Linked DNA regions of Mus musculus: region 2 is linked to region 1. The links are chromatin contacts, called in public HiChIP or PLAC-seq maps. All regions are on one chromosome and are shown on one strand. Each heading gives the region's core, a stretch centred on a gene start, on an enhancer-like site or on the middle of the called end of the contact. The rest is flanking DNA. Distances are from core to core; before and after follow the strand shown.

Region 1 (3,163 bases), core at 306-2,805:
ATAATGGGTGCATGCCTGGATTTTATTGAATGTGGTAAACAGAGCAGCACTCGACTCCACTCTCTCCATACAGTGTCTCCGACCTTGTTAGCTGCTTCAGGGTTTATAGTGTGTGTGTGGGGGGGGGAGTGGGGGCTGTGTTTCTGTGTGGAGGATAGAGGAGGCTGTTCAGTGTCCTGCTGGGCTTATTCACTAGAGCATGTAGTGACTAGTAATCCTCCTACCTCTGTCCCCACAGTGCCAGGGTTGCAGTTGCGCACAGCCACGACAGCTGCTTCTGTGACTGCTAGAGATGTACGCTCAGGTTCACATACTTGCTCAGCGAGTGTTCTTAGGCACTAAGCCATCTTCCCAGCCACTACACTATATTCTGTTTATAAAGACAGTGGTGCTTATCTGTATGGGCATTTTGCCTGTATGTATGTCTGTCCACCACATGCATGCTTGGTGCCTACAGAGACCAGAAGAGGGTGTCATGTCCCCTGGAGTTCCAAGTGGGCTCTCAGACTTGAACCCATGACAGGTCTTCTGCCGATGCTCTTAACCTCTGGGCCATTTCTCTAGCCCTGTAATAATTTATTTTCAACTTATTATAGTCTATCACCAACATTATATACCATTTCTCATATAGGAAAATAATATTGTTTCTCCTGTTTTTGTTATCTGTCTTGTTTTAGTGTTTCTGAGACAAGGTCTCATTCTGAAGCTCTGACTGGCCTTGAACTTGGGGTTCTCTTGACTCAGCCCTGAGCTGTTTGCAGGTGTTAGCTAGGTTAAGAATGTCAGAACAATGTGATTTGATTTTCTCTTCCAAGTCTTGTGTTCTTGTTCATGCCTACTAAAGCAGTGCACCGTTTGCTTTTGGTCCCGACAGCAGCACCAAATCTTTTAAGAGCCTTGCATCAAGGTTGAGAACCTTTGCTCACGCTGCTCCTCTGAGCACTGGACACTGTTTTGTAGAGATAAAGATTTTTCATTTGGTAGTCCACAGCTGGCTGCCTGCAGATCTGCTACCAATGAATTATTTTAAAATTTTATTGTCTGAAAAGTAGCTGGTTTCACCTTTTCTGAAAGTTATTTTGCAAGGTTTGGAATTTTGTCCACTTTCTCCTTCATTTCGGACAAAGTCAAGGCCAGGTTTAGTTGCCCACCCTGGCTGGCAGCAGACTCTAGCAGCAGGCTATGGTGCTTTGATTTGCAAATCTTCATTTGAAGGAGGCAGGTACCTGAGAAAGCAAGGCCTGGTCCTGGTCATGACTTTGTTGTGACTCTTCTCTGAAGCTGTGCCAGCAGCAGAAACACGGGACTTCCTGCCTTCCTTCCCTACTGTTTTACCTTGTGAAAGCATTTGTTTGCTCTCTAGAATTTGGACCAAACTGAAACTGTACCTGCTGTCCTGCATCTAGCCTGTGCTGTGCTGCTAGGGCTCTCTGCTGTCATGGAAGTTATGTTCTGTATGGCTCCTCATTATGTGAGCACAGAACTCAGGCCTGCCTCCATGTAGAATAAGACGAGAAACAGCAAACACTACAGCCCACATCCAGAATCCAGATGTTACCACCCTTTCCCCACTCGGAATGAAGTGTGAGTCACACACCAGTCAGAGCTGTTCACTTTGGAACCGTTCACCCTGGAAATCAGGAAGGCATTATTTGTTCTCATACCACACCTGTTGACATGAGAACGCTGTATGGCAAATGGTTTATGTGAGCTATGCTTGCAGTGAGCAGCAGAGTTCAGACTTGCTGAGTAGATCTTGAACTGGCAGACTGTAAAGGCTCCTGGTGTTTGGAGCTGGGCTCTTCTATGTAGTGGCTGTCAAGCTGCCCTGTTCTGCTCCTGATAACAAAGCTGGCGGTTCTTTCAGCATCTCCTTCTGCAAACCATAGCACTATAAACACTTCAGTTTCTGGAAAGAGTCATCAAAGGATCCTCTTCTTTTAAGGCATCTTAAAAGTATATAGATCCTGTCCATCCCCAGTGAGAACACGCAGGACGGACAGGGTGGGCATGCTCAGGGAGTGCCTCCCCTCTGCTTCTCTTCCTCCACTGCTTGCGATCACGAGGAAGTGTTTCTCACTCTGTATTCACTGCTGCGGCCTTTGGGTAGGATATGGTGAAAATGTTATGAGTTGAGGAATTGCCAACTTTTGCCTAGCCACCAACCTAAAAACTTTATAAAGAAATTAAGACTGTATGAGTTCAAGACCAACCTGGTTAATTTAGCAAGACTGTCTCAAAATAAAGAAAGGGTTTGGAATGTAGCTCAGTTACCTGGCATGTGCAAGGCTCCCTATTCCGACACAAAAGGGATCAAAGCTGGGCTGGGATAGAGTTCTGTGGTAGGTGACAGCGTCACATGCACAGGACCACACAAATACCCAGCATCACAAACAAAGGGGAAGAAGAGGAGGAAAGGAGAGAAGAAAAGAGGAAGGAATGGCAAGAGGATTAAATCCCCAGAGACTTATTTAGTAATATCGAGGAAGCTTTACCACAGTTAGAGGAGTGCTTCTCCTCTAATGGACGGATGTTTGACAATTTTCTGAGTAGTATGACACTCTCAGGGATGGTGACAGTAAAATAAGTTACAGGAAGTAGAGGGATGCACAAACGCCCAGTCATCACAGCAAATGTGCACAACAAAAGCAGCCTAACCGCCAGCTGGGGCTATCTGTGGCCACTACCAGCAAGAGTGCAGAGACGCCTGAGAAGGCCGTGTCAACAGTCTCTATTCCATAGGGTGTAGTGGAAATCATGAAGTTGCAGCAGGCCTCCAGATCTGACTTCTAAGGGATGGGAGCAACATTCTGCGCTCTAGCAGAGATCTATGTAAGCCAGCAGTGCTTGCAGGAACCACCCGTCTATTGCTCTTCACTGCACTGCCTTTAGTCTGACTTTAAGCTGATGCTACTCAGGAGAAGCAGTGACGTATCAGATGACCATCAGGTACACCCTTCACCCGTGCTGAAAGCTCAACTCACAGAAAATGGCTTCACAGCCCTCCACAGTGAAGCTGTCACTCGGGATTCTCATAAAAGAAAGCACGCCTTCTGTTGAGTACTTCTTGCAAAATGGAAACGCCCAAATGTTAAAGACTGTGCTGGGTGGACAGCTTTGCCTTTTTTCTTACTTGAACTTGGAGGAAATATTTTTCATTAAG
Region 2 (3,119 bases), core at 540-3,039, 290 kb after region 1:
AATTAAGGAGGTGAAGATGGGGGTGACCTTTCGTGGGCCCCAGATGCTTTCACAGGAGACAGTCTGTGAAAGCAAGAGGCGTGACACGTGACAGAACGGGGATGGAAGGCTGAAGCCCACCATCATCATCTTATGCACATGTGGCCACTGAGAGGAAGCCATAAAGAGACTTTAAAAGTGTTTATATTACATTTGCATTTAATATTGATTCAAGGTGTGTGTGTGTGTGTGTGTGTGTGTGTGTGTTGTCAGGCATGGTGGCAACTGCATTTGCCACCTCGGCCATCTTGTCATCCCTAAAAATCATTAAAAAATATATCTCGAAGGCTGGAAAGATGTCCTGGTGGTAGACAGCACTTGTTGCTTTTGCCAAGGACCCGAGTTCAGGTCTCAGAACCAACACGGCAGCTCACAATCATCTCTAACTCCAGTTGCAAGGGGTCTGATGGCTTCTCTTGAACTCCCCCGGGGCATCAGGCATGAATATGGTGCATACAGTCATTCAGGCAAAACACTCATACACATAAAAGAAAAGAAATATCTTTCCAAATACAAACATATTTTCAGCGGGTCAGGACTGCACTACAGGGGAACACTTGCCTCGGGTTCCCAGCACGGGGAAACACATAAAAAGTGTTGCTCAGCAGGCAGTATGTTTAAAATGTCTTAGTTTGGAAGTCAAGTATGGTGTTAAGTTCCTGTAGTCCCAGCACTTGAGAGGCTAAGGCAGGAGGGTCAGCTGTTCAAGGTCAGCCAAGAGCTAGTAAGATCCTGTTTCAAAGAACCAATGTTGTTAGTTTGAAAAAACAATCAGCAGGTTCTTTTTTTTTTTTTTTTTTCTTTTGGTTTTTCGAGACAGGGTTTCTCTGTTGTAGCCCTGGCTGTCTTAGAACTCACTCTGTAGACCAGGCTAGCCTCGAACTCAGAAATCTGCCTGCCTCTGCCTCCCAAGTGCTGGGATTAAAGGCGTGTGCCACCACCGCCCGGCCCATAATATATTTAATTTATACTTAAATATTAATGAGAGAGTTGTAATGTATGGTTTTGTGTGTCAACTTGACACAAGCTGGAGTTATCACAGAGAAAGGAGCCTCCCTTGAGGAAATGCCTCCAGGAGATCCAGCTGTAAGGCATTTTCTCAATTAGTGATCAATGAGGGAAGGGCCCATTATGGGTGGTGCCATCTCTGGGCTGGTAATCTTGGGTTCTATAAGAAAGCAAACTGAGCAAGCCAGTAAGTCACATCCCTCCATGGCTCTGCATCAGCTCCTGCTTCCTGACCTGCCTGAGTTCCAGTCCTGACTTCCTTTGTTGATGAACAGCAGTGTGGAAGTGTAAGCTAAATAAATCCTTTCCTCCCCATGATGTTCATGCAGGAATAGAAAACCCTGACTAAGACAAGAGTATTTAATAATTTAACAGAATTGTGTGTGTGTGTGTGTGTGTGAGAGAGAGAGAGAGAGAGAGAGAAACCTAGTGTCTAAATGTAGGGAGACGTGTTTAAAATATGTGGTTTGGAGGTGGAATATCACACAAGTGTCCCCTTCCTTCCTCACCCTCATTTCTTACTGAGGAAATAACTCATTTGTCTTTACAGAGGTCGGGCATGCTGGTTTTCACCGGCTGCGTCCTCATGTCAGGCTATGTCCTTTCCTCACAAGTCCAGGAAAGCACCGGTTAGAAACAGACATGACTGATCCGGGTGTTTTGTGTTCTGCACAGCCACAGGTGGTCACTGCCTTTGCCACTCTTTCCTTTTAATGACGGTGACTCACCAGTGGCTCACCTGGCATCAACCCAATGCTCTGCTTCCCAGGACCTTCACTTGTGGCCTTCGCAGCCCCAGGGGTCACTCCTCAGCGGTTAGTTAACAGCCGCTGTTTCACTAGAGACAGTACAATAACTTTCTCTCTCATTTCTTTTATATTAATTTGAAAAAATTTAAATTTGTGTATATACGTGTGTGCCTGTGTGTATGTGCACATGTGTGCAGGCACCCTTGAGGGTCACAAGACATGGGATCCTCTGGAGTCACAAGTGATTGTGAGCCACTTCCTATGGGTGCTGGCCAGCAAGGCTGAGGGATCTACCCTCCTCCACTTGGGTTGTGCTGGGACCATAGGTGTTGGCTGTGCTGATGGCTTTTTCACACCAACAGTAGGGACAGAACTCAGGTCCTCACTCTTGCAGAGCAAACATGTTACTGACAGAGCCAGCTTGCCAGCCGTTCGGTGATTCTTATCTAAAGAAGGGTCTCAATGTGTGTCCCAGGCTGGCCTCAAACTTGCAATCCCCCTCAGCACTGGGATTATAGCTCTAAAATAGTAAGTTTTTAAGGTACTGATTTCTGATACATTTCCTTAAGGTGTTCAGTCAGTCGCTGCCATTAACATCAGAATATATGCCCATGTATAATTACAGGCATCTATGTTGGTGTTACCTTTCTACAGGACTTTAGGATGATAAATAAAGACCTAACTGCGACCAAATTCATGACTGTGATAGCGGAGGACAACCCTTTCGTGTACGATGGAACTGACAGCAACTTCGAGCTTGAGGTTTGTAAAGTGTTGCTGGGAACAGTGCAGATCCAGTTTAAGCCGCGCGTCTCTAACGTACATGATTTACACATACAGAAACCCAGGGGGATGTACAGATGTACACAGCTGCCCTTTCAGGAATCGGGGATTACACTAGAAAGGGGCTGGGGAGGTGGCTCAGCTGGTAAAGTGCTTGCCCTGCAAGCATGGGGACCTGAGTTTGCTCCCTAGAACCCGTGAAGAAAGTCAGCTGTGGCGGTGCTCACCCATAAAACCAGTGCTGGGGAGGTGGGGACAGGAGGGTCAACCAGTGCGGCTAAATCAGTGAACCCCAAGCGAGTGAGAAACACCATCTCAAAAGCCGAGGTGGGGCGCAATAGAGGAAGACACTCGGAGATGGCCTCTGCCCCCCCCCCCAGACACTCGTGTAGCCCCTATACAGGACTAATAAATGAATCGGAAATCACCAATCACTTCCTGATCCACTCCAGCGTGTCGGAATAAACGAGGCCTCCCTGTGCTTCTTGTCATTGCAGCTGGTTTTCCTGGAATTCTTTGAAGCCCTCTTATGCTTCTCTC

The links. HiChIP or PLAC-seq counts read pairs in DNA pulled down with a chosen protein or histone mark.
Region 2: a contact with region 1 is called in a FOXA1 HiChIP or PLAC-seq map of pancreatic cancer cells. The contact joins two enhancer-like sites. A contact is called at or near these places in 3 of 39 promoter capture datasets (liver, pre-B cells and stem cell-derived epiblast-like cells), 1 of 484 Hi-C or Micro-C datasets (nephron progenitors) and 1 of 115 datasets of contacts at active chromatin or transcription factors (pancreatic cancer cells).

Annotation. Positions count from the first base shown.
Region 1 is chr5:143,677,281-143,680,443 of GRCm38.p6, forward strand. All of the region lies in intron 1 of Cyth3 (cytohesin 3), which reads left to right. Among named protein-coding and RNA genes, the nearest start is that of Usp42, 53 kb to the right of the region's middle. Within about 2 kb of position 1,556, at least 83 of the 459 cell types and tissues checked have an H3K27ac peak or open chromatin away from gene starts, as enhancers often do. A contact at or near this core is called in pancreatic cancer cells, where this site is marked.
Region 2 is chr5:143,964,027-143,967,145 of GRCm38.p6, forward strand. All of the region lies in intron 2 of Gm17135 (a long non-coding RNA gene), which reads right to left. It also overlaps a transcript of Pms2 not described here. Among named protein-coding and RNA genes, the nearest start is that of Gm17135, 15 kb to the right of the region's middle. Within about 2 kb of position 1,790, at least 5 of the 459 cell types and tissues checked have an H3K27ac peak or open chromatin away from gene starts, as enhancers often do. A contact at or near this core is called in pancreatic cancer cells, where this site is marked.